Regions from separate parts of the Gossypium hirsutum genome. Here all the other regions are linked to region 2. A link is a contact called in public Hi-C data. All regions are on one chromosome and are shown on one strand. Each heading gives the region's core, a stretch centred on a gene start, on an enhancer-like site or on the middle of the called end of the contact. The rest is flanking DNA. Distances are from core to core; before and after follow the strand shown.

Region 1 (6,681 bases), core at 1,562-4,061, 180 kb after region 2:
AGTATCATCCCTTAAATATTGATTTTGTGCTTCGGTCGACCCTTTTAAATATGATACTTTCGATATCAAAGGTGCGAAAGGGTTAGAGGCAATGGTGTAGGCGCATATTGACAGTGGATCACCGTTTCTCGAGTTATATGTGGAGTTTTCAAGGATAGATAAAGGCTCTTGGGCGTCGACATATGTTCTTGTTCGAGAGGTCAAAATGAAAGAATTACGGTAAATAGAAGAAATGTATTCTCACATGTCTTAGATGAATATAAGTGGTAGCTTGTATCGAGTGCTTCATTTAAGTTGTTACCCAATAGATCATTGCATTGTAAACCAAAAAGTCGACCGACGTTGACTCAAATACGTGACAACATGAATATTCATGAGAAGTCAAACCAACCGAGATTATGCAGGTGGTGTAGGAACCTGGGCCATACAATACCATTATGTCCACATCGAAGTGATGATACAAGCATAACACATCATTAACATCAATTTTGTTGAAATATTAAACACGCGCTTTTGTCATACAATACAAATCAATAAATTATACAACTTTCTTCCATTATTCATGTACAGTCTTGATTTAATATTATGAAATGATAATAAAGACCAACTTTAATGAAAAAATGATATTGATTTAAAAACATAATAATGTACAAAATCGATACAATAAAAACGTTTGATATTTATTTCAATGTGAACATAAGAAGTACAATAATAAAGTAAATCAATCTAATCCCCGATTAGAATATGTGTTACATCGGGTTAACCAGCGGTTGCGAGACGGATTCCTTCTTGGTTCGACCTCCGGTATAGGTTGTGGTCTTGGCCTCTCATCTTCTTCACCTTCATTTGTGGTTGATTGCGACTGATTGCTCCTCGGTTACCCGTGCATCCTCCTGTCTAGGAATATGTGGTTGGGAAAATGATCCACCTTGGTAGAACAATGATCCTGGAGGTGTTTGAGGCACCATCGGAATAGAGGTATAACTATATTGTGTCCCATACATCGATGACATAGCAATTGGACTCTCGGTCGGTGCCCGAATCATAGATGGCCCATACGTCGTCGTTGTCGAAAATATCGATGGCATCAGCATGTAATACACCAGGGATAAAGGTCCAAAAACAAAACCTAGCATCGAAGTAAAAGTAGAAAAATGTGGAGAAATATATAATGCTTGTGTGAAAATGACAGGGTTAGTATACGCACCAGAATAAGACGAGACAAACTGACTTAGGGGTGGTGCGGTTATCGGTGTTGGTTCTTGTGTAGGTGCTGACAACGGACCCACCTCGCTAGACCCTGGATGTATAGGCGCCTGTCGTGACCTCCTCGTATGTGGTTGTCGACTCCTCGCCTCTTCCCCTAACAAGTATAACTTGCCATAAACCCTAAACCATTGTATGTACTTCGGATCGTAGGCTAGCTCTGGAACGACAATGACCTCGCTAGTAGGTAAAAACTCGTACATATTGTTCCACATGTTGATATATTGTGCGTGGAATATCAACCTATTCTCATCTATCCTCCCTTGCAAGTCGATAGGATGTAGATCATCGAGGTCTTGAGGTGCCACTGAAATTTGTTGCCTGAACTCGAATTGCTGCAACACTTTATCCGACTCGTACATCTCTACAGTAGTGTTCACTACCAATGACACCTTCACGTGCCAGATGTTGGATTCACCAAAAATTTCGATGGGATGCATTCTTAAATTGTCGGATCCTCATATGACATCCATTCAAACATAGTTATATATATATTACTAATTAAATAGCCATTGAAGAAAGTAGCACCTTACTGTTAGGGAAAACACTTTCACCTGGAGGTATTTTCAGGTAACTTAACTGAAAATGCATTCTGAAAATATTTTACTTACAACTGTCGTAAGCGTTTTCCAGCAAAACATAAATTGTGATAAATGCTTTAGATTGAGCAGAATGGTATGCATATGCTAACATGTTTAAATATGCATTGAACTTCTCATGCGGTCATGTCTATTACTCAATTTGCATATTTCTTAAACATATTGTGTTCGTGTTTTTTTATTGTGATCTGTAGCATCTTTCTTCATCCTCCTAACCTTTCTGAATAAAATCTCATCATAAATAATTAAAAAGGCAAAAAACGAAAGTAGCTATGTATACTCACCAGCTCCCCAGCCAGTTCTCATCCCAAATGCTTACTGGAAATTCCCAATGAACTGAAATAACCAAGGGAAAAAGATCTTATCATGCTTAATCATGTTATATATGTCTCAAACTCGAATAACGTCAGATTTTCAGACTTCTGTCGGAGCTTTAAACAATGGCAAATGCATCGTATAAAACAGTGGATTGCGAATCCAGGCGATGAATTTATAAGAAAAAGGATCCAATTCGGGACTTCTAGGACTCACTGTTAGTGACACGAGAAACAAGAATGAGCTGATGAATCCACCTAGAATGGTGAACAGTTCTGAGGACGCTAATTTTCCTCGATACATCATTTGGAGTGAAAGAATGACGGTAAATAGAAGAAACGAATAGAGCATTGAATTTCTTGATCCTGCCATGCTCTTTAAACCCTCAATGCGCCGCCGTACGCCGCCGGTCCCTCTCCGTTGCGATATCGATACGTCAAATTTCAGAGAAAGATGTATTCAGAGAAAACGAACTGCTGGTAAAGGAGAGTGATTTTGGTATTATTTGGAAACTGTAAGGGTAAAAATGTCAGAAGGTAGATTTTGGTCAAAGTGAAACGACGTGTTTTTTGGGAGGGTACAGCTTTTTAAGAAGACGAAACTTCTTTCTTTTTTCTCTGCCCGGCGGCGATGGAGTCGCAGGACTTACCGGAATGTCCAGTCTGTTTGCAACCGTACGACGGCGCGTGCACGATCCCGCGTGTGCTCGCGTGTGGCCACACGGTGTGCGAGTCATGCCTATTAAACCTCCCTAAGAAACTCCCGGGAGCAATCCGATGCCCCGCGTGTACGGTGCTCGTCAAGTACCCACCGGAGGGCCCCACGACTCTCCCCAAAAACATCGACCTCCTTAGACTAATCCCCGGCGGCTCTGAAAATCCCCGAAAACCCGTCAACAAATCCAAAAATGTCTCCAATCTCCCTTTCCTCCCTCGTTCTTGGTCCGACGAGTTTTATTCCAACTGGAAAAGCTACCTTCTCCGTGACGATACCGTTGAGAGAGACCAAGTGAGCCTTTTGCCTGTTGGGTCTTTTTCAAGTGGCGAGGAGGATGGTTCTTTGTTTAAGGCTGGATATCTCGTGAGAGTTATGGATTGTTTGCGTGAAATGAAAGAAGAGGAAAGAGAGGACTTGGGTTTAGTTTTAAGAGCTTTTACTAAGCAAAATTGTAGAATTTGTAGAGTTTTGGGTCTGTGGGGTGATCTTGGGGATGGGGTTCTGTATTTAGTGAGTGAGAAGCAAAAATGGGGGAACTTTTTGGATAAGGACTTGGGGTGTTTTGAGAAAGAAGGGGTTTTTAATTTTGCACTGATGGGTATGGAAATGTGTGAGGCAGTCATTTCTTTACATAAAGAAGGGTTGATTGCTGGTTGCTTGAGCTTTTCTTGCTTTCAATTGGATGATTTTGGGCATATATATCTTGATTTGAATGAGGTGTTATTGACTGGAAGGGGAATTCAAGATATTGTTGCAAATGTTGGATTTAGTGGGAACAAGATTGGTGATGGAGAAATCGGTATGTTGTTTAAAGATTTGTTGAAAAGGGATGTGTTTATTAGCCCTGAGGTGTTGCTTAAGCTGTTAGAGAAAGAGGGTATTGGGGTAGAGTGTTGTAGCTTGAAATATCCAATAAGATATAGCTCGGATGCTTGGTTGTTAAGTTGTATTCTTCTTAGGATTGTCAATGAGGATGTCTTTAGTGATGAATGGGTTGAATATATGTGCCATATTATTGTGAAAGGAAGTGAAAATAGTGAAATAGATTGTTCAAGTGTCTATACAAGTTTGATGGAGAAAGTGAGTTCTTTATTGGGAACTAAATTTGGTGCCGAATGTGCATCTTTGCAGCAGATTCTATGTAAATGCTTGGATCTTGATCCCGAGAATCGTTCACTAGCGGGAGATGTGTGGAAATGTATTAGGGAGCTAGTTATTAAACCTCAGTTTGATAAAATGGTGAAATTGGATGGTGCAAGTTATGATGAGAATGGAGGTCGATGTATGGTTGTTGGGAAATTGTGTCTGTTGTCCAGGGAAAGAACCGAAACACAGGAAAAATATGAGTTACCAGGAAAAGAAGCAAATGGTGCAACAGACATGGTTAATGGTCTTACAGAGGGCAGAATTAAATGGAAAGATTTGCAAGGCCATCTTGATTGTGTTACTGGATTAGCTGTAGGAGGTATAGTTTCTTATCTGTCTTTAACATATGCTGTTTCAATTTTGATACTGCTGACTGCTAATTGGTGGAAAGGGTTCTTAGTAGTCGATACCTTGTTATGGCTTTTGTATTTAGGAACTTTACAAGCATAAGGCCTGTGAATATTTGGTAGTTTGCTGCCACTTCTATAAAATGCAATAAAAAAATTTAACTTAGCATTCGCTGTTGCATGGTGCTAGTCCTAGTATAGTCATTATCCACGTTACAAGGATTCCTTTTGTTAATAAGGTGGCTGTTTTGAGGCCTGGGTGGGAGGGCTTTGGTGATTTGCATTTCGATCATTGAAACAGAGTTTCTTCCATTACACAATTGCGTGTCACATGATCCTGGACCATGATTCTTCGAATCTTAAGCTGCCTCATATCCGGTTAAACAATGTTGTTTTACCCTTCTCTTTTCCTTTTCGATGTTAATGGTATGCTGGATCTTCTTCTTGACATATATGGTTTTAAATGATTTCATGAATCTTAGGTAAATTTAGGAGATGTATTCATATTTTCTTTTTGCTGTTCTAGGGGGTTATCTGTTTAGCTCCTCCTTCGATAAATCAGTCAAAGTATGGTCCCTGCAGGTATGCTCTCCTAAATTATCATTTATTCAAGTGGGTGTATTATGATTTAAATTCAATCATACTCTGCAAGCGTAACTGTTCCATGAGTAATTTAGTTTGGAATATTGGCTCATTTTGAATCAGTTTCTTCCCGCATCTATTTACAGGATTACTCTCATGTGCATACGTTCAGAGGTCATGAGCATAAGGTAATGGCTGTTGTCTGTGTGGATGAAGAACAGCCATTATGCATTAGTGGCGATAGTGGAGGTGGCATATTTTTATGGAGCATTAATATCCCTTTCGGACAAGATCCGTTAAAGAAATGGTACGAGGAAAAGGATTGGCGCTATAGTGGAATCCATGCTTTGGCAGTTTCAGAAAATGGCTATTTATACACTGGAAGTGGAGATAAATTGATTAAAGAATGGTCATTGCGGGTATAATTATTTGATTTTCATTTCATGTGTGCTGCTTATTTCTTAACCTTTTGAAATGCTAGATGATAATAATTTGGAACCTTGCTTTCCTTTTCTCTTCCAGGATGGCACCCTGTCAGGCACTATGACTGGCCATAAATCGGTAGTTTCTGCCGTAGCAGTGAATAATGGAGTTCTTTACAGCGGGAGTTGGGATGGAACTGTTCGATTATGGAGTCTAAGTGATCATAGTCTTTTGACTGTTTTAGGGGAAGGCATGCTGAGATCTGTGTCCACTGTCTTGTCTCTTGCAGCTGACCAGCATACACTTATTGCTACTTACGAAAATGGCTCTGTGAAGGTTCTTTGTTCTTCAAACTGCTGTCGAATTTGTCTTTTATTCTCGTATTCTCACATGTGCATTTACTTATTTCCTGGAAATGAATTTATGCCACAGTACTCAAACGAATTTTGCTATTTAGCTTCTCCGGTCCATTTGAAAAAGGCCAGATGCGAATATGCTGTTCTTGCCAACCCATCTTCCTTTCCTTTTTCTTTCATTCTCTCGAGTTTGATAATAAAATCATTTCTTTCTTTCATGCTTCTTTCCAGATCTGGAGGCATGATGTGCTTAGGAAATCGATGCAAATACACAATGGTGCCATTTTCACTGTTAGCTTGGATGGGAAATGGCTTTTTACAGGAAGTTGGGACAGAACCATCAAGGCACAGGTTTGAACACAAGCTTGACTAATTAATCTTTGTTTGCCTGAGAAGCAGGCTGTAGAAGCATTTTATCCATGTTTCGATTTACAAATGTCATTGATATAGTGATTTGCAGGAACTAGCAGGAGATGATGTTGAAGTAGATGTTCGACATATTGGATCGATTCCTTGTGATTCTGTTATAACAGCTTTATCATACTCAGAAGGGAAGCTTTTTGTCGGTTTTGGTGATCGGACCGTTAAGGTATGTTCCATACCTTTTTGTAGTTTTTCATGAGAATTTGCTCCTTTTATGTCATTTCTCATGAGGTAACAATCCAATATGTATTTTACACAAATAATCACTTTATTCTTTGTTTGCCTGGTATTAGTTATAGTTGACATCACATACATTTTTTCATTTGATAACTTTTTTATTTTATTTTATTTTATTTCAATTCTTTCAATTCAACAGAGAATTCCTGTGTTTCCCTTGCTAGGCTTTAAGACCTCGGCATGTTGACGATAACCAACAACGAAAACAAGATTTGCTATTCTTTATCTGTTTGTTTTTCGTTTACGTTTTCAGTTTCCTACCAACCGTGG
Region 2 (6,071 bases), core at 2,189-4,688:
CAGTGTTCTCTCTACTGCAAATATTTAAGGTGTGCTTGAAAGAGTGAAAAAGTGAAGAAAATCAACTTTGAGTGTGCTCAGTAGGAAAAGTCAAAAGGAAAAAATAGGAAACATGATCATTTTCTTTCCTCTTTAATATAAACAAATCATTCAAATTTGTAATGATAAGATGAGAGAAAATAAGAGAGATGTAAGTTTAGTGTACAAAATTACGCATTTTTAAAATCTTTTTTTTTTCTCTTATTTTTCAACTCTACTGAGCATTGAATGGAACGGAATTAGTTGTCTTCTAATTTTGCCATCTTTCCTTTCAAGCAAACTAATGGAAAGAAAAATATTTTTTCTATCTTTCTACTTTTTAACTCCACATTTCCATATTTTCAATTTTATTTCCTGCTTATCATGTAAAACCTAAGGGTTTCTAGCTATCCACCAATCATCATTCAAGAAACGAACATATACTGCATTTTCCCTATAAACAGCCAGATTCTTTTCGGCAAACATTATATAACAAATATAACCTAGGAATAAACTGCTAGGAGTACACACACACATACGAAAAACATTTGTAAATGCTTACACAACATAGACATGTCCTCCCCAACCACTCAGACAGTCGCGATCTACTGATGAAAGGAGAGCTTGGGAAACCGTCTCAAACAATTCCTCAGGTTCCTGGAGAAGAAAGCATTGAGTCAGTGAAGAATGAATTTGTATTTCTGGCATGAATATTTAATAGCAAGCAACCATAATTCTTTTTTAGCTTACGAGTCAATACACTGTAACCTTATCTACTTCAAAAGTGAGCACCATGTTTTAGTTTTTAGGTAATAATGTGAATGTGAATGTGTTCCAATTTGAGCATAGGGAAATAAATAAAATAACAAACCATGCCCTCCTTGAACATTGATTCACAGGCACCATAGAGAGACTCCGAGGCAGTGCCAGCTACAACAAAATCTTTCGCAAGCTCCCTGCATTTACAAGAAAGAAAACATAACATTTGTGATAATCTCAGCATTTGCTTCAAAAGGCTTTTACTAACCAAAACAATGAACATAAAGAGATCATTATAACCATAAGAGTTAAAATAGAATTGTCAGGCAATAATCCAATTCATTGACCCAAAAAATGGATAAACACAACATGAGGGTTAGTCATGGCAAAGATTGTAAGGCTACACTAACGGGCATTTATAAGTCAAATCTTTCAGAAGAGAGATAGACACAAGGAAAATGACACATGAAAAACTGTGATATATAGAACTGGATTAAAATTTTTTAGAAGTACTTCCTTCTTTGCAAGAAAGAAGATAGTTATTAAAACTATAAATATCAACATATTAATAAAAAGGTATCTTTTATAAAAGAAAATTATTATACATAATTGGTGGCTGGGGGATGGTTCTTGTTTATCACGTGCACAAGGAGACACAAAAGAATGCATAGGGGGCATAGTTCTTAATTTTGCTAATCATGTGATTACATATGGATACCTCAAGCCCCTAGTTTGCCAAATGTCAAGGATCATGCTTAAATGAGTTGTTTAAGACGGAATTGGAATGATCTTGGGATTCTTATATCAATCAGTTCCCGAATTACTGATTTTAAAGAAATGCAGGTTACTTAACCCCCAAAAAAAGGGCTCAAATTTCAGGTTTGGAATAATAGTGAGTTCTTTTAGTAACAAGTGTTCAAATTTCTGGTTCTCTCCTAGATGACACAGGTCTCTAGGCAATATGTCAACAGAGAAAAAGTCTACTTTCTTTAGATTTTGATTGACATATGAAAGAAAAATTCCTTTCCATGGAGGAGATTCGATTGGTAAGCTTATATTACCAAATAGAAAGTAACATGCATTAGGTTTACAAGAACAACACTCTTGGTTAGGTAAATACTGTGAGTAAAGGTAATACGGATGTACTTAACAACTAAGATAACTTCATGCTTTTTTGTTTCAAAAATTACAAGAGAATGAAGTCAACTTACTTGGCTCCGATGGAATCCATGGTGCAAATGAAGGGCTTGTCTTCATCTCCTAATCCAGCAATTACAGGTTGGCAGAAGTATGGACCAAACCTATGGGAAAAAATGCCACAAAACTTATCACAGACATATAAAATGGTGCACCCGTTCAAGTGTAATCCTCACACCAAATCTATTGTTTCCTAGAAATTCCTTCTAGCTAGACATATCATAAAGGAGGCTGGAGTTTATTAGTAAAAGAAGAGCCTCTCTGTTAGGTTTGAAGGCTAAACATGAAATTAAGGTTGGGCCAAGAATATATTTGATGCTCAGTTTCTTGTCATAAGGTAAGTGGACTATTCCCCTTCAAGGACATAAGCAAGGCCTTTTTCCTCTCCTGAACTGGTAACCAGTATTATTCAAGAGTACACTATAGCAAACCCGGAGCTTAGCTCAGTTGGTTAACGCAACCATCTACAAGAGGTGACATCCAAGTTCGGAGCTCAAATCCAGGCATTTGTCACCCATCCTCTACCCCAAGCGACCTTAATTCTATTATTGATTAATCAATTTCTCTCCTAGGACTTTTCTTTTGAAATTAATTAGAATACCAAACTAATCAATAGTTAGTACTTGGCTGCATAAAACAAAACTAAATCTTGCTATTTCTTCCAATAATCTCAAGAACTAAGTTGACAGCCTGAAATGTAAAAAATAAAAATAAAAATCTAACTTAGCCCAATATTAGAGGGGTAATAGGAAGGGAGATGTTAAACAGACCTTTTCTCGTAAAGAATCGCAGAAACAAGGTTAGCAAAAGTCTCAGGTTTCATGTCTCTTTCTTCTCTTAGCTGATACAGTTTGTGCCGAAAGACAAGCCTTTGATACCTTCAATTATTATCATTTAAAAGAAATAGAAAACCCAAATATTAGGATAAATCATTGTTTTTTATAGGGAACCAAAAAAAAAGCATAAAGGGAAAAATAAAGGGTATACAAGGTTTGAGCATCGGTGGCGAGGCCGGAGAGACCGAGGAAGAGGCGATCGTGGACTTTATAAATCCTCTGGAAATCGGTGGCGATAGTTTGGAGTTGAACTCCGAGTCTCCGATCGCTGGCAATGGCGAAGCAGTTCTTGCCTACCATGGCTATTAGGGCACTCCCGTTGTATTCGAAGATCTGCCATCATCATCCACCACCAAAACAATCCATTATTTAAATTAAATTAGGGTTTCAACAAAGGGGAAGAAAAAAAAAGATTCAGAAAAAAAAGAAATGACATACCGACATCGGAGAAATAAGGAGTCTTGCTATAAAATTTCAGTAAATTTAGGGGAGAAACTGATTTGATTTTAGCAAAAGCGGAGCTTAAAAGACTGAAGAGAGATGGCTTGGAGATCACTCCAGCTTCCAAAGTTTCAACCTTTGCATTTATTTTTAGGGTAAACTACCTAATTGGTCACCCAACTTTTAGTAGGTTTTCATTTTAGTTGCTCAAAATGAAATTATTACAATTTCATCACATAACTTTTAAGACAGTTTCATTTGTCACGCAACCATTAAATCTCTAAGGGTAATTAATTTGTAAATATCAGATCATATTCATGCTTTCGTTTTTTTCAAAAAAAAATCTTTTTTTAAATATTGATTAAGGTAAAACAATATTAAGGATTAATGTAAAAAAGAGAGTAAAAACTAAAATAATACTTTAAAAGTTATCAAATTGTACTTGTTTATCTCTTTATAGGAAGTTAATTATTTTTTTAATTTTAATATTGAAAATTTAAATTTCAAAACATCAAAATCAATTAAATAAGTTATTGAAAAAAAATTATCCATTAATAGTGTTAACCGTTTTACTTTTATAATATTAAAATTAATTAAATTAATTAATTTAGTCTCCTTTTAAATCTTAAAATTTTATTGTATATTTCCAAATTAAAATAAACTCAAATAAATCATCTTTAAGAATTGTTTATGAGACCCAATTTTTTTTATTGTATGATCTCGATTTTTTTACAATTAATTAAATTGATTAATTTTATATTCCATGCCAAATAAATTCAGAATTTTTTCATCACTTCTTTACCCAAACAAGCAATTAACTTAATTAATTGCTATAATTTTTCTTTGATTTTAGCTTTGTAAGGAAGATTTGAGATTATATAATTAAAATAAATTTAAATTTTTCAGAAAATTAATAATATGAGTTATTGAGTTGATTTCATTAAAAATAATATGGAAACATAAAGTAAAATTCTAAAATTTAGAAGGAGATTAATTTAATTAACTTCAATATTACAATAACAAAGTGATTAATATTATTAAGGACAATTTTTTAACAATTTATTTATTTGATTTGTATGTTTTTAAATTTAAAGTTTCAATATTAAAAACAAAAAGAAATTTAGAATTTTCAGCGTTGTAATAAACAAGTACAATTTGACAAATTCTTTAATGCTTTGTTTTAGTTTCTATCATTTTTTTCACTTTAATTCTTAATTTTTTATCCCAATCAATACTTTAAAAAAATATTTTATTAGGTGACTAAAATAAAAGCGACCTAAAAGTTAAGTGATCAAAATGAAAGTGTGAACATGATGCAGCATGTACAGATAATCACCATTAGAAATTTTAGGCTTGGAGAACAAAAATGAAAATACCTTAAAAATTTAGCAATGAAATTACAAGTATTTCATTTTAGTACCCAAAATTGAAAACCCCTAAAAATTAGGCAACCAATTAAGTAATTTACCTTTATTTTTAAAAGTGGAAAAAAAAATAGGGATAAAATGTTGGGCTTTTAATTCACTTCCTTCTTCTCTATCTCTTAGGCCTTACCCAATACATATGTTGGGCTGCCCTTTACTCTTTCTTTCTTTATATTTGATTTTTATTTTAAATATTTACTTAAGCGAGTTTAGTAACTAATTTTCTACAACCTATAAGCTTTTTAAAGGAGTAGCTACTGGATCTTTTAGTTTTTAATAATACGCTTTACAATGTTAAAGCTTACACTATATAAATACAAAAAGAAAACCTCCATTGTCTGCCCATTAGTCGAGCCAAGTATACCACTAATTCCTAGTTTGATTAGTCCAATCAATTCAAAGCAAATAAATTATTAAAAAATTAGTTTTTTTTATCTTATGCGATGCACATGTTATTTTTATATATTAGTTATATTATGTTAAATTTATTTTTTATTTTATTTTAAAAATTTACATTTTTACAAATAATATAACCTAAATATTATATGCAATATTATAAAATAAACAATGAAATCTTCATAACGTTCTTGTTTATTTCAAGCTATTCAAGAAATTTTTCACTAAGGGTATGTTTGTTTGGAAGTAAAACATTTTCCGGAAAAGCTTTTCAGCCTTTTCCCTTGTTTGTTTGGCTGAAAATATTTTCCCAAGGGAAAATCAATTACAAAACACAGGAAAAGAACCCTTAATTTTGGAAAATGTCTTACCGTTTCTAATTAGATAAGACATTTTCAGGAAAATTAGAAGCCAACACTGATTTTCTGCTTCCCCTTCCCCCATCCTTGACACCTGATCTTCTGCTAGAAGTCGCTCGAGCTACTCTAAATCCTCAGGCCGTTTACCTTATGGTGGCAACTCATTTAATTCCTACGATGGTCATAATCGTAACATGGGAGCTTATAGAACTGAGGGATGGGATACTGAGAGACGGGGATCTGATTTGCAATCTGGCAATCAGTTTGAATACCATGCCTTCCCTCAAACGTTAGATAAGTTGGAGTTGGAATTTAAGAGAGAGGCAACGGAACTTGGAAGAATTCGTGATAAGGAAGAAGATGAAGAGAATTATAAGCATCGGGAGGTAAGATGTTTATCTTGTTTGACAATCGTGTGTGCTTTTGGTGCTAAATGGTTTCTTTGACAAGCCTATATCCTTCTGAGATAAGGTAAATTTTTTTATAACTTAGTTATCAATGTTGGATTGTAACTTTTTGTATTGTTAATTAACTACAATGAACACCATGAAGTTCAAAAATCTAAAGCCGGAAACAGATGTTTTTGTTCTTACTTTGTTTCTTTACTCAAATGTCTTTTGGAGTGTTTCTGCATTTTCTTA
Region 3 (6,845 bases), core at 4,170-6,669, 130 kb after region 2:
GCCTAGGGTCAAAATTGTCATTTATGAAAAGTATAAGGGCAAAGTGGTAATTTTTCCTAAAATGTGAATTGAATTAAATTGAGTATGAAATGGATTAAATTGATGTTAAATTCATTTATATAGATTCGGAAAGACCTAATACTGAGTTGGATCGAGGAAAACAAAAAAAGTATCGGATTAGTAGATCCTTGTACACGAACGTTTATCGAGGTAAGTTCGTGTAACGAAATTATATATATTTTCATGTTTGAATTGAATGTTGTATATGTGAATTATGAATTTATTATGTATATGAAATTGATTATATATCCGACATGCCCGAGAATTGTTAAGTCCCATTTGAATAGATGAAATTTGATCGATACAAGTTTTTCCCGAATTGGTTGTGGTCTTGCATATGTTGCGGACACACCACAGCTCGAAAGAGCATCCTGTTATTAGACCTCTCGAGCTTCCTGTTATATGGTTCTTGTGAGCTTCCTGTTCTAACTCTTCAGAGCATCCTGATAGGTTGTGATCCTTCATGTGTTGTAGACATACCTTAACTCTTATGAGCATCCCGATATATGGCTCTTCATGAGCTTCCCATTAAATTGGCTCTTTATGAGCTTTCTGACAGTTCTCGCTTGAACTTCTCGATATATGGCTATTCGGAGCTTCCCATTACATGGCTCTTATTGAGTTTCCCGATGGGCTCTTCGTGAGCTTCCTGATATGGTTCTTTGTGAACTTCCCGATTATGGCTCTTATGAGCTTCTCGTTACATAGCCCAGATAAGCTTCTTGATAGACTCTTTGTGGGCTTCTCGAAATGGCTCTGTGTGAGCTTCCAGTTACAAGGCTCGAGAGTGTGCTTCCTGATTATGTGCTCTAAAGAGCACCCTCGTATATGAATTAACGAATCAATGGTAAGTACATCTTGTTTGTACTACCCGAGTATCCATCTATATTTCAAAGATTCAACGGAAAAAAAACCCTGATATGAGAAAATATGAGAATTAAATTAATTATATCTTGAATATCCCTGATCTACCTGGAAATAGCTGTGTGATGAGCTCATCTCTATTTTCTTGATAATTATATAAAATTTTATGACTAACTTGTTTGGTGAAAACATGTGTCTAGGCAATTGGCCACATAGTTTTGGATGCATGTCTGTATGCTTACTTTAAATGAATATGATTGGTAAGTTAATTTTCTATTATACGAACTTACTAAGCATTTGAAATGCTTACTCAGTTTTCTTTTCTTTGTTTTATAGTGCTCAGAAGCTCGTAAAGGTTAGAATCGGTTGGAATATCATCACACTATCCTTCAGCTCATTTTCGTTTAATGACATGTATAGGATAACTTGGCCAATGTTGGCATATAAATGGTTGTTTGTAATCTAGCCATTAGAATGGCTAGTGACGATATTTTTGGTGAATATATATATGAGGTTATAGTGTGGTTAATACATGTATGTTTGGTATGGTTAGATTGAAGAATGGTAAATATATATGTCCTTAAAAAAGTAAGTTTGAATACATGTGATGATAGATCATGTATAATGTTAATGTTGGCTTGGTTTTAATGCCTTGAATTGATTGGTATATGTATTCAAGTATTAATGTAAGTTGAAGATAATTTGGGTGAGAAAAGTGGCCATTAAAATAGCCTATTTTTGTCCACACGGTAGACACACGGGCATGTGTCTCAACCGTGTATGTTACACGGCCATGCGCACAGGCGTATGGTTTGGCCGTGTGTCCTTTGCATCTTTAAAATTTAGAAACAGAATGCTCAGAATTGGCCACACGGGCAGAGATACGAGCGTGTGTGACACACGGCCTAGCACACGGGCGTGTGTCTTGGCCGTGTGAACCCTGCACCTAATTTTTGAAATTTAAATTGTCCATACGGCCTGGCATATGGGCATGTGGCTGGCCGTGTGGCTCAAGTAAGAGAGTTACACAGGTACGGACACGGACTGGGACATGACCATGTGCCTCACATCGAATGGCCATACGGCCTGAGACACGGGCATGTCATCTAGCCGTGTGAGCCACATGGCCTGTGCCCTATATTTAAGAAAAATTTTGAAATTTCGCGAATATTTTTTTGAGATTCTGGTTTAGTCCTGATTTGATTCTAACGTGTATTTGGGGCCTTAAGGACCCAATTAAGGGACGACGAATATGAATAGTAAATAACATAAATTTTCTGTAATTGATTTGTAAACTCCGGTAATGCTCCGTGGCTTTGTTCCAACGACGGATAGGGGTTAGGGGTGTTATAACCTACAACCGTTAGGAATTTATTGGTTAATCTCGTACTGTTGTACTATTTATAATTTGGTCCTTAGATTAACATATTTAATTTTCTTGCAAAACTTTCTTGTTATGATTTGCTATACTATAAAATAATACAAGTAGTCGCTTAAACTCTATAATATATGCTATTTATCACTCAATCGCTGTCTCTTTTGGGTTTGACCCCTTGGATACTTCGTGTTCCATTAGAACTATAAATATTACAACTAACTTATACGCTTGCAGTGAAACCATACTTTAAATTTGCTTTATAAAATCGTTTGTTTATTGCGCACGCATGCACGTAGTTACAAATAACAGTAGCAAAGAATATTTCAAATGGTTTTACCCCATATTAAACCAACATTAATCCTCAAATTACCAATAAGCCATTCAACCAAAAAAACGTGAAGAAGGACTATTAACTCCATTGGATCCCAATAAACTTCTCCAAAGTCTAGTGATCTCTTGACACTCTTTCAAAACTTGTAAGACTAGTTCCTTCATTACTCCACAAATTGAACACGTTGGATCCTCTACCATACCTTCTCTGCATCCGTGTGACATTCGTTAACAATCTATTTTTCATTGCTTGCCATAAGATGTAAAGCTTAATTGTGCTGAAAGGGATGAATTGGTGATTCAAAACTTTGCAAGAAAGATGAATAAAAATTGACACAATGATATATAGTGGTTCAACCCCAATTGCTTACACTCATTACCTTAGCTCTTTAAAATTAAAGGTTTCCCAAATCCATGAAACCTTTTAAGGATAAGGTTTCACTTTATAACATTATCTTTTGAATAGACAAGATAGACCCATTTCCCATTAAAGTTTTCTACCCACAACCTTAAGTGACCTCTCACAAATTTTAGAAATGAATAGTTAAAAAGAAATGCCTACCAAAGGGTTATATACAATAATCAAGCTCAGTTAAATGAATTACTAACACTTGAAAATAATGAAAGAAAATAAAACCCCAAGTGTGAACAAGAGAAATATGAAAATTATAAGTGAAAGATTGGATTTTTACACAATAAGCTTTATGAACTTGTTTCTTGTCTTCTTTTTTTATGTTCTTGAGTTATATTTATACCTTTCATTGATTTCTAGTCGCTTAGAGTAATTAGAGGGAAAATTGAGTTGTTGAAGACATTTACTTGAACATTAAATGCAGTTGTAAGGGCCTATGTTTCGCTACTTGGACTTTAAGTTCTGATACCCTGCTTAAATAAAGTAATCGTTAAAGCTATAGGTACCAGACTCTAAGGTTATGTTCAAATACCTCTTGCTTTAGGGTTCAGTTCTTCTTCATTTGGGGTTCAATACCCCCAAATGTTCAAAAATTGATTTGGCACCCCAAGTTCCAGAGCACATAAGCTTGGGTCCAATACATAGTAATATATATAGACACTTATGCCCAAGGGGTTCAATACCCTTAAAGTCAGTAAGTTGTGTTATGGTATCCTTACTAATGGTATTGAACCATAGCCTAAGTTATGCAAAAAATAAGTTTTAAAAGTACTTTTAGGAGCTTCTAATCTTCATAATTTTTTTTAGATGTTTAAACAATTTTGAAAATTACTTGAAACTATTTTTTGAAGGTTTAACATGAGATCTTATAAAATTTAATTAAGGAAATATTCTGTTATATCAAAATATTTAAAAATAAAAACTAACATAAGAAAACCCGAATACATTGAAGTATAGAGCATTCCCAAACAATCTTCCATTACATTCTTTTTCACCCCAAAGATCTTCCATCAAACTATTATAAGCTTCTCTAAGTGAAACGATGTTATGGATCCACCAAATCTTTGATTAACAAACTATACACACAAATTTTAAATTGAAAGTTGACTTGAAATTTCTAAGTCAAATTTATTGATAACTTTGAAAGAGAAGTTACAATCTCTGGATTTCTTTACAAAGAAAACTTATTTGATTCTTCTCTTTGATTTAGCTGTAATCCAAAGTTGTCTAGACTTGGTCTTGGATGGATGTGATTACTTCAAGGGTCATGTTGACTTCTTCTTGAAATAGGTTTGGACCTTTTTTCTTTAGTTGATTTGGATCGAAAGACAACTTTTTTCAGAAACGACTTTTGTCTTCTTCTCCAAATATGAACTGGATTGGAAGGTTCATCAAAATTTCTTCAAGTTCTTCAACTTCTTCAGATAATTTTGATGAGATCTTTTGGGCTTCTTGAACTTGTGAATTTGCATAATGGCTTGGGGCCACCTCTTCTTATACTACTAATTACTTGAATAAAAGAAAGTTCTACAAGTAATTAAAGTCTTTTATTTATTATTTTTCTCTTATTAATTGATTAAAGATGAAATAATAATTTAATTTTATCATTTAATTATTTTATTTTTAATTAGGGATAAATTTATCTATTAATTAACTTAAACTAATTAGAGAAAAATAATTATGATGTCATCAAATTTTCACCATGATAAGTTTGGCTCGACTTACAATAACTTCAGCTTGATACGTGACACTTTGTAATTGGTCCGGAAATTTATGATCACATGAATCTCTAGGAAGACCTAATTGTTGTATTCAACTGTCAGACCAAAGCCGCATCGTAGTGTCATCCTAGTGACCACATCAAATTAACTTTATGAAAATCCTAGATTTTTTATAAGTGATCTCTATGGAGCATAACAATTAGCTCTTTCTATTGAATTCAAAGTATCTTATCCAGTCGATAAAAAATATTTTTAATTGAGAGTAACTTATGCTTTGACAGTTATTTGTGACTCGTGTAACTCAACCAACTATATCTAAACTTAAAATTTTCATATTTAATTGTGTTTCTATGACATATATGATTTTTAAAAATAATTAAAAAGTTTATAAAAACCGGTTTTAGCTAGGTTCACTAATCAATAGATTTTTTTACTTTTCATTGGACTTGTACCTTGACCGGTTAGATCAATTCAAAAAATATTGATGAAACCCAATGTTATTAGAACTCAATTGAATTGAGAACTTGTCAATATATCAGTCCAAACCAGGGGAATAAATGAATCTCTAAATATAAGATTAAATCGAAAATCAATGGTATGTCGAGATTCGATACCTATTTGACTTTTATAACATTGACTAAACGTTGGTGGGTAACCAAGTGAGCCCACTAAGCCTACTCACGCCAAGATCCCAAAGGAAAAACGGTGAAGTGCGGGAGGGGAAAAGTTAAGAAACAGAGGGCAGAACCAAAACAAAGAAGAGAAAGAGAAGAGAAAAGAAAAGAAAAGAAAAGGAAAGTCCCTATTCACTTTCTCTTTCTCCTTCTCCTTCTGCTAATATACTACTACTACTACACCTTTCTCGTCCCTGCAATTTTAATCCCCCACCCCACAAAATTCTTTCGCCATTTCACACACTTCCTCTCTGTAATTTCACCTTTCACTTCTAATTCAATCCAATGCCTGCTTCTTCTTCAGGCAATCTCTCGTCCCTCTTTTTTCTTTTAATTATTTTCTCATTTTCCGTATCCAATGATAATAAAATTTAAGTTACCCTAATTACGTTTTTCATTTTTCCTAGAATTAATTTTTTTAATTTTTTTTTTGGGATAGATGGTCGAGGTAGATGGAAGCGGCGGAAGCGAGAGCGAAGATTGAAGCACCAGCTGGAAGAAAAGGATGTGGTTCCGGAGGAAGACGATGAAGAAGAGAACAACGATGACCTTGACAACTCCGGGGACGATGCCGCCGGTGTCGCCACGGATCCATCCTTACCGGGCTCCAGCGAGAGTGAGGTCCTGGCCGGCGGTGGACTTCGCATCTCGGAGTTCCCTCCCGTGGTGAAGAGAACCGTGAACTGTCCTCACGGTTCCGTAATGGCGATCGTGGCATCTGAACGGGCGGGTTTGATTGGGGATAGTAAGGTGCATCAGCAGGTTGAGCTGGCGGTTTTGGAGAATGTTTCGCACGGGCAGATACAGTCGGTTTCTACGGAAGCTCCCGTTGTTGATCCGGAGAAGTATGTGATCACCCCTCCTCCTATAATGGAGGGTCGTGGTGTTGTTAAGAGGTTTGGGAGTACGGTTCATGTCCTGCCAATGCATTCAGGTTCGGTTCCGCTGTCTCTTTAATATCTTCATGCTTTAAACTTTTGCCTGGTTTCAATTTTGAGTCTGACTTTGGCTAGCCGAAAGAATAATCTGGAAACAAGTTTAGGGGGTTTAATTTCAACAAATTTCCTATAAATCAAGGGTATAAATAGATGGAGCTTATTTATATTAATTGACTGTAAGTGGTATTAAGATGTAGGATTGAAGAGTTTCAAAGGTTTGACTTTCGTCTGTTTCTCGTAGTGAACGCAAGCTGCTAATATTTGGTGAATGTTCTTTCTTTGTACCTTTCAAAAAAAAAAAGTTCTTTCTTTATCAGCTTGAATTTAAGATGCACTGTTGGAAAAGTCTTTTGAGAAAGTATATAATTTAAGTTCCTTTTTGTATTTGACTGGGGAACTTTATAATCGTTTTTTTTATGTGAGTTGATTAGTATCTAGACTAGACCTTCTTTTGATTGGACTCTAAGA
Region 4 (6,286 bases), core at 2,115-4,614, 200 kb before region 2:
TTTAGTACTCACCTCCATTGGGTGACATTGTAAACTACCTAAACTATAAAGTTTAAATGATAGTTTTGTACTTTAATGACTTAACTAAACCAAATGTAAAATTTACTATAAAAATTAGAATAGGAGGTCCCTAATGGGTAATGATGGAATCATATTTCAAATTGGAGTTTTAAATTGAAAATTAGATTAGTCCCGGTTTTAGAGACTAAATTGAATAAATTGAAAATTTTGTATAAATTGATAATTGGTTGTAAATTGACTGTTCATTGATAGTTCTATGTGTTTATATTAATCGTAGTTAACGTCGACCCGGATTCGTCGAAAGGGAAAGGAAAATCCAAAGTTGTCAACGAGTAGCTTGGAATTTTCGATTTGTAATTCTATGATTCGAGAATCTTTTAATTGCTACATATTTATATCATTCTTCATTATAAAGAGTTGGATGTGAGTATCGATGACTTCTTGAACTAAAATGATGCGATTCAGATCGAATATTGAAACAGGGACTAAATTGACTAGAATAGAGAATTTCGTGACTTATTGGATATATGCAATTGATATGAGATTTTGTTGGAACATGATAAATTATGTATTAAACTGATGAATTGTTAATGAATGTTGTATGATAAAGCATAAATGGAATTGTATATGAAATTTGAAATTTGATTACCCTATTAGCTATTCGGACTATGTCGAATATAGTTGGCATGCCATAGGATCAAAGTATTGAGTAAAGCCATCGTTGTCGGGCAATCTGAGGTGATAGACATTATACATTGAGTCATTGTTACTGGGCAACCTGGGGTGACAAATTTCTTTAGTTGAGGAAACCATTGTTGTCGGGCAATCTGAAATGATATTATATATCATTATAACGTCATTGTTGCCAAGCAACCGGGGTAATGGATCTGTCTATCCATACCGAGCCCGTGTCAAGTTAATGGGGTTATAAACACAAGAATTGTTAAACGGGTAAAGTAATGAAATGTGATGGAATTATGAAATGTGATATTATTTCATTTGATTTGAAAATGAGCCCTGGGGTCCGAGCATGTATAAAAGAGCCATTAAGCTTAAAAACAGTTGAAACATCAATATGAAAGGGATATATTTACTTAATTGATGAGGTTGAATATTAAACTAGTTTGTTTATGAATTGGATGATAAATGTTGTATTAATTTGCATATACATATACAATGGATTCTATGTTAACATGAATATAGGTATAATTGCTTTGAATTGGCATTTGAAGTATGGAATTGTTCAAAGTAATACTCATGCTTTGATTTTGAATTGAATAAATTCATATTAGCTTATACTTGTAATCCAATATCTTGAATCATAAAATTACCATTAAGCGATTTGCTCAGCATAAGGTTTTGTTTTTTTTATGCGTAAGTAACTTAGATTCATAGTAGATCATGATAAGGTCTTCTCAGCATCCAGAATTTAAACCCGACTTAGCAATGTTTGTGCATCTTTTATGTTTATAGTTGGCATGCACCTAATAGGTTAAGTTTTGTTGGGATAGAATAGTATTTATAATTAAATATTGCATTTTGATGTTTTAAAAATGATATATGTGGTTGATGTGTATATGCCTTTATCTGTATACAACTTAGAATTCTCATAGTCTGATTAAGGCATGAGATATGTAATGGTACCTTGAATGAAATGTATGAATGAACTTAATAAATGGTTTATATGTCATATGTCATGATATGCAATTTAGATTTGCTATGGTGCTGTTAGGGAATGATACATGAAATGGCAGCTTAATTATAAAGTGAAGAATGAATATGTATAGGTTTGCATCTAGAATAATAAGAATACTAGGTAAGTTAGTGAGAATGAATGGATGATTGGAAGTATTAGGTAGTTAGAACATGATGTTGATATGAATTGAAAGTTTTATGGCTTATTATGGAACCTATTTTTACTGTACATTTGGTCAAAAAGAAGAAAATAATAAGGTTAAATTGAATATGCATTGGTGTATCTTAAAAACACAAGTTGTGAGTTGGTATTGCAGAAATAGTATGTGACATCGTGACATCACATGCATGTCGTCGCGACAAGAAATGGCTTATAATGTCACGTTGAGACGAGAAACACTGTCGTCTCAACAAGGCCAAACAGTGAGTGACGTCGCGGAGACTGACGTTGTGACATGATAAATTGTTTGGTGACGTTACGATATGGTAATGATGACGTCACGACATCAACCCCGTATTTTAAAAATTTTACAATTCAGTCCTGATTTGATCTCGAGTTAAATTAAAAGCTTTCGTGAGCTCGTTTAGGACCCAAGAATGATTCTCTATTGTATTGTTTGTTTATAATTCTTATGAATAATAGCTTGATGACGTGAATTTGTATTTAATTTGATCGTAGTTGCTCCGGCAACGAATGTGGCACACTGTAGCTCAAACCCAGCAATCGGGTCAAGTATAGGGTATTACAAACGAACCCTAGTCAGAAAGTCACGTCCCGATGAGGAGCTCCCCAAAGTCGCGACATCAATTCAAAATTTTGTATCATTTACAATTTGATCCATTTCAATCTCGAGTTAATAAAGAGCTTTTGTAGGCTCGTCTAAGGCCCGAAAATGATAATGCATTGTTTAATTAGCATGAATTACTTGTATTTAAAGGTATATTGACATTAATTGGATGTTATTGATTGTAGTTGCTCTGGCAACAAATGTAACACTTTGTAACTCAGGCCTGACGATAGGGTCGGATATTGGGGTGTTATAAATAAAATGCTTACGTGTCCAATAAAGACACTATCGACTTGTCATCATTTTAAACACGCGACATAAAATTATTTTTGAAGACCTTTTAATATAATATATGATATTTCTTCAAAAAATATATAATATATGATATGATATGATATAATTATTGATGAAATTGAATTTTTTTTAGCTTAATGTAATATTTATTTAAAATTAAAATTAAATTGTTAAAATATGTAAATATTGAAAACTAAATATATTATTATAATAATTATGAAATATGATATCATCATATCCAAAAACATTTTACATCAGAACAAAACCAGATGGAAAATATTAAATATTAACGGTGAAATTGAAAGTCTTTATAACTTAGTTACCGAAAGAAAAATACACTAATAATTATTTAACTAAAGATGGAATTTACCATTAATTTTCTTTTTTATATTTTTAAATCTTGCTTTCTTATAAAGACAAGAACTATATTGAAATTCACGTCAACTTAACATTCCAGGTATGATTTATTTACATTTTTAAATTCAAAATTAAATCTAAAAGTCCAAAGTTAAAAAGAAAAATTAATTTATCTTTTTAATCGGTTGTATAGGTCCCCCATCAGAAGGTGAAGGTTTACCTTAATAGATCACAGCTGAGGAAAACGCCAGAGGTATGGCCCGGGTCACGGGCTCTTGTGCTATAGATCTATTTACGATCATACGCAGTTTCGTTGTTTTTGAGTATATTGGCAGGAAAAAGAAAAGGTGACGTAAGACATCATCATTATCAACGCCGGCAGAGTCCAATCAATTCAAAATCCTCATTTTGTTTTCTTGTTCTCTGCGGTTCCTTTTTTAAGATTCATAGTTGGAGCGTATTTGATTGATTATTTGGACGATAATGACGAGCGAAGTGGAGAACAAGCCGGTTTTTTGTACGGAGTCGGCAAAGGAGTTGGTGAAGGAGTTGAGAGCTAGCTTCGCAACCGGAAAGACTAAAAGCTACGAATGGAGGTTGACTCAGTTGAATGCCATGGTGAAGATGATGGAAGAGAAGGAGCCGCAAATCGTTGCTGCTCTTCACGATGATCTTTCCAAGCCGGAACTCGAATCCTCCATCTATGAGGTCAAATCTTTTGATTTCTTTTTAATTTTGAAATTTTATTTTCCTGTTATTCTTTCTTTTTAAAAAAAAATTGATTTTGGATTTGTTTTTTAGTTAATTAAATTTTAAAATGGATGAGAAGTAGAATTCAATGAAGTTATTTCACGTAGCATTAGTTGTTTAGTACAAAGTCTATAGGCGGCTGTAAGTCAGCTCTGGACAATTCTTGATTGGCATTTAATTATATCTAATCATAAAAACTTTACTGTTGGACTTGGTTACTGAATGAATCTGAATTTCAATTTTAAATTATTAAAACTTTGTTATTAATTATTGACCAGTCTCCAGATTAGAATATTCATAAAATAGATTTGATGGCTTTATTTGGTTACTGATAAACAACTTCAACTACTTTGTCTTTAAAGCTAACGGTGCTGTTTGGGGGGTTTATTTAGTTTTTCATGTCTAGATATACATTTGTATTAATATTATAAATTTTTATGAGAGACCCTGTTTCGTGTCAAGCTCCAACTCGAGAATCGTGAAATACATGAAGAGAACAGTTGGGAAGTTTTAGGAATCCTCTCTCTATTGTTGCTGGTGTGAAAAGGTTTTAGAAGTGTTTAAATACGTGACAGAATTGAAATCTTGATGGGCACAAGTAGCATTTATGGCATGCTAACAGTTAACTTTTTCTTGAAAACGGTTGATCAGTTTTCTGACTTTAAATGATTGCTAGATATATGCAGTGTTCCAAACTACTAGAACTCGAATATTTATTTCTAATCCAACTTGCTCACATGGTTAAAATCTCCAGCCACATGATGTAAGTATCGTAAGAAATATTTTCTTTTTTGGCCCTTTTTGTTTTTTTGTTCAGCCTCTATAGTATACTTTTATCAGTGAAGATTCTTCAAAATTATTAATTATTTGGAATATGTCTGGGCTTGGGGTAGATAGTCCCTGCGCTTGCCCATATTTAGTAGAGATCAGGATTAAGAATAATAAGTAACGGTTAAACTTCAATGCAGGAATGTATATCAGTAGGTGGACAGGATTTAGGAAAAAGAAAGAGATAGAGAGATGTATTGCTATTTACTGTTATTTTGAATAATTATAAGTTGGTGATTGGAGCTTTGACTGAGATAGACTACTGCTGTGAGGATAATTGTAGTTTTGATTAATTAATGTGGGGATACTTAATAATGGCATGAAAGCTAAATGAACTTTGATTATCGCCAATGAATACTTAAGGAGGTTTTTGAAAATTGTCATCTGTTTATAGTCACAGTTGTTTGCCACTTGTTTGAAAGAAACATTATTTGAGCCAAATGCCTAAATTATATATATTCAGTCTCTGGATTAAATGTGGAGGTTAGCGTGGTTTACTTTAAGATAGTTATATGCATCATTTAAGTCAACCTTTTGTGTTATGTTGATTAGATTTAAGAGCTAATGATAATGAATGTTGGACAGTAAGCAAATTTTCTTTTGAGGTTTCCTAAATGGTTGTTCTTGGCTTCAGTGTCACTTTTTGGCTGAAGATAAAAGTCGGTTACTTTTAGGTTTTTAACTTGGAAAATTAATATATTAGTTTACTATTGTTCTGGAGCAATTTATTTTTGTCATACAGGCAAGTTTATTTTGAGATGTCATCCTCTTATTAAGTTTGTGTAACTCTTGATGTTTGATATCTTTGTTTTAACCCTAAATGTCACACTAATTAGAAAACAAGAACTATGGAGAAGGCAACAATATTTGAGTTATTTATATTTGGCCTCCCGAGTGTGCTCTTCGTTTCTATGGAACTCCCACATAAAATAAGTAATCTTTTTCCTCTGATATTGACATGGTTGACACTTCAGATAGCAATGCTAAAGAACTCATTTAGATTGGCAGTCAAGAACATGAAGCATTGGATGATGCCAGAAAAGGTAAATATTTTGGATACCTCTCAAATGGGTGGAAGCTTTCATTTAGTTTTCTTTTTGGTATTAAAGAGTTGAATATGATTAACCTGCCTTTCTTGCAGGCAAAAACTTCATTGGTTACATTTCCTTCCTCTGCTGAAATTGTATCTGAACCATTGGGTGTGGTGTTAGTAATCTCAGCTTGGAATTATCCTTTTTGTATGTTAAACTCCGTGGTGAACTTGTTTACAGTCATGTTTTTCTTTTTCTTTTAATTTCTAAATTTTGTCGGAATGATGACTATAATTGTATATCTTCTTTCAGTGTTGTCTCTAGATCCAATTGTTGGAGCTATTGCAGCCGGTAATGCTATAGTCTTAAAGCCGTCAGAAATCGCTCCAGCCACATCATTGTTGCTTGCAAGGCTAGTAGCTGAGTATTTGGATAGCTCTTGCATAAAGGTTGTTGAAGGGGCTGTTCCTGAAACTGCAGCACTACTTGAGCAAAAGTGGGACAAAATACTGTATACAGGTC

Evidence for each region. A called contact is a pair of places that touch in the nucleus more often than the background predicts.
Region 1: a Hi-C map of leaf shows a contact between it and region 2, with 2.0 times the contacts expected there. The contact joins the promoter of LOC107951486 here to the promoter of LOC107951479 in region 2. A contact is called at or near these places in 10 of 34 Hi-C or Micro-C datasets (callus, hypocotyl, leaf and 2 more).
Region 3: a Hi-C map of leaf shows a contact between it and region 2, with 2.8 times the contacts expected there. The contact joins the promoter of LOC107951483 here to the promoter of LOC107951479 in region 2. A contact is called at or near these places in 13 of 34 Hi-C or Micro-C datasets (callus, hypocotyl, leaf and 2 more).
Region 4: a contact with region 2 is called in a Hi-C map of leaf, with 2.5 times the contacts expected there. The contact joins the promoter of LOC107952035 here to the promoter of LOC107951479 in region 2. A contact is called at or near these places in 7 of 34 Hi-C or Micro-C datasets (callus, hypocotyl and leaf).

The regions. Positions count from the first base shown.
Region 1 is chrA02:13,919,732-13,926,412 of Gossypium_hirsutum_v2.1, reverse strand. It overlaps LOC107951486 (TAF5-like RNA polymerase II p300/CBP-associated factor-associated factor 65 kDa subunit 5L), which reads left to right and starts at 2,811. Exons shown (of 6, transcript XM_016886552.2): 1 at 2,811-4,362; 2 at 4,917-4,972; 3 at 5,119-5,391; 4 at 5,495-5,731; 5 at 5,983-6,102; 6 at 6,202-6,681. The coding sequence starts at 2,811. The coding sequence ends at 6,204. It overlaps LOC107951487, which reads right to left and starts at 1,706. Exons shown (of 2, transcript XM_016886553.2): 1 at 1,208-1,706; 2 at 609-1,129. The coding sequence starts at 1,706. The coding sequence ends at 843.
Region 2 is chrA02:14,105,676-14,111,746 of Gossypium_hirsutum_v2.1, reverse strand. LOC107951479 (proteasome subunit beta type-3-A) reads right to left here and starts at 3,438. Exons shown (of 7, transcript XM_016886544.2): 1 at 3,249-3,438; 2 at 2,962-3,143; 3 at 2,745-2,852; 4 at 1,989-2,078; 5 at 890-974; 6 at 581-675. The coding sequence starts at 3,254. It also overlaps the pseudogene LOC107951481.
Region 3 is chrA02:13,978,342-13,985,186 of Gossypium_hirsutum_v2.1, reverse strand. LOC107951483 (SWI/SNF complex subunit SWI3C) reads left to right here and starts at 5,419. Exons shown (of 7, transcript XM_016886546.2): 1 at 5,419-5,743; 2 at 5,879-6,373. The coding sequence starts at 5,725.
Region 4 is chrA02:14,305,704-14,311,989 of Gossypium_hirsutum_v2.1, reverse strand. LOC107952035 (aldehyde dehydrogenase family 3 member H1) reads left to right here and starts at 3,364. Exons shown (of 10, transcript XM_016887275.2): 1 at 3,364-3,863; 2 at 5,708-5,776; 3 at 5,875-5,971; 4 at 6,077-6,283. The coding sequence starts at 3,639.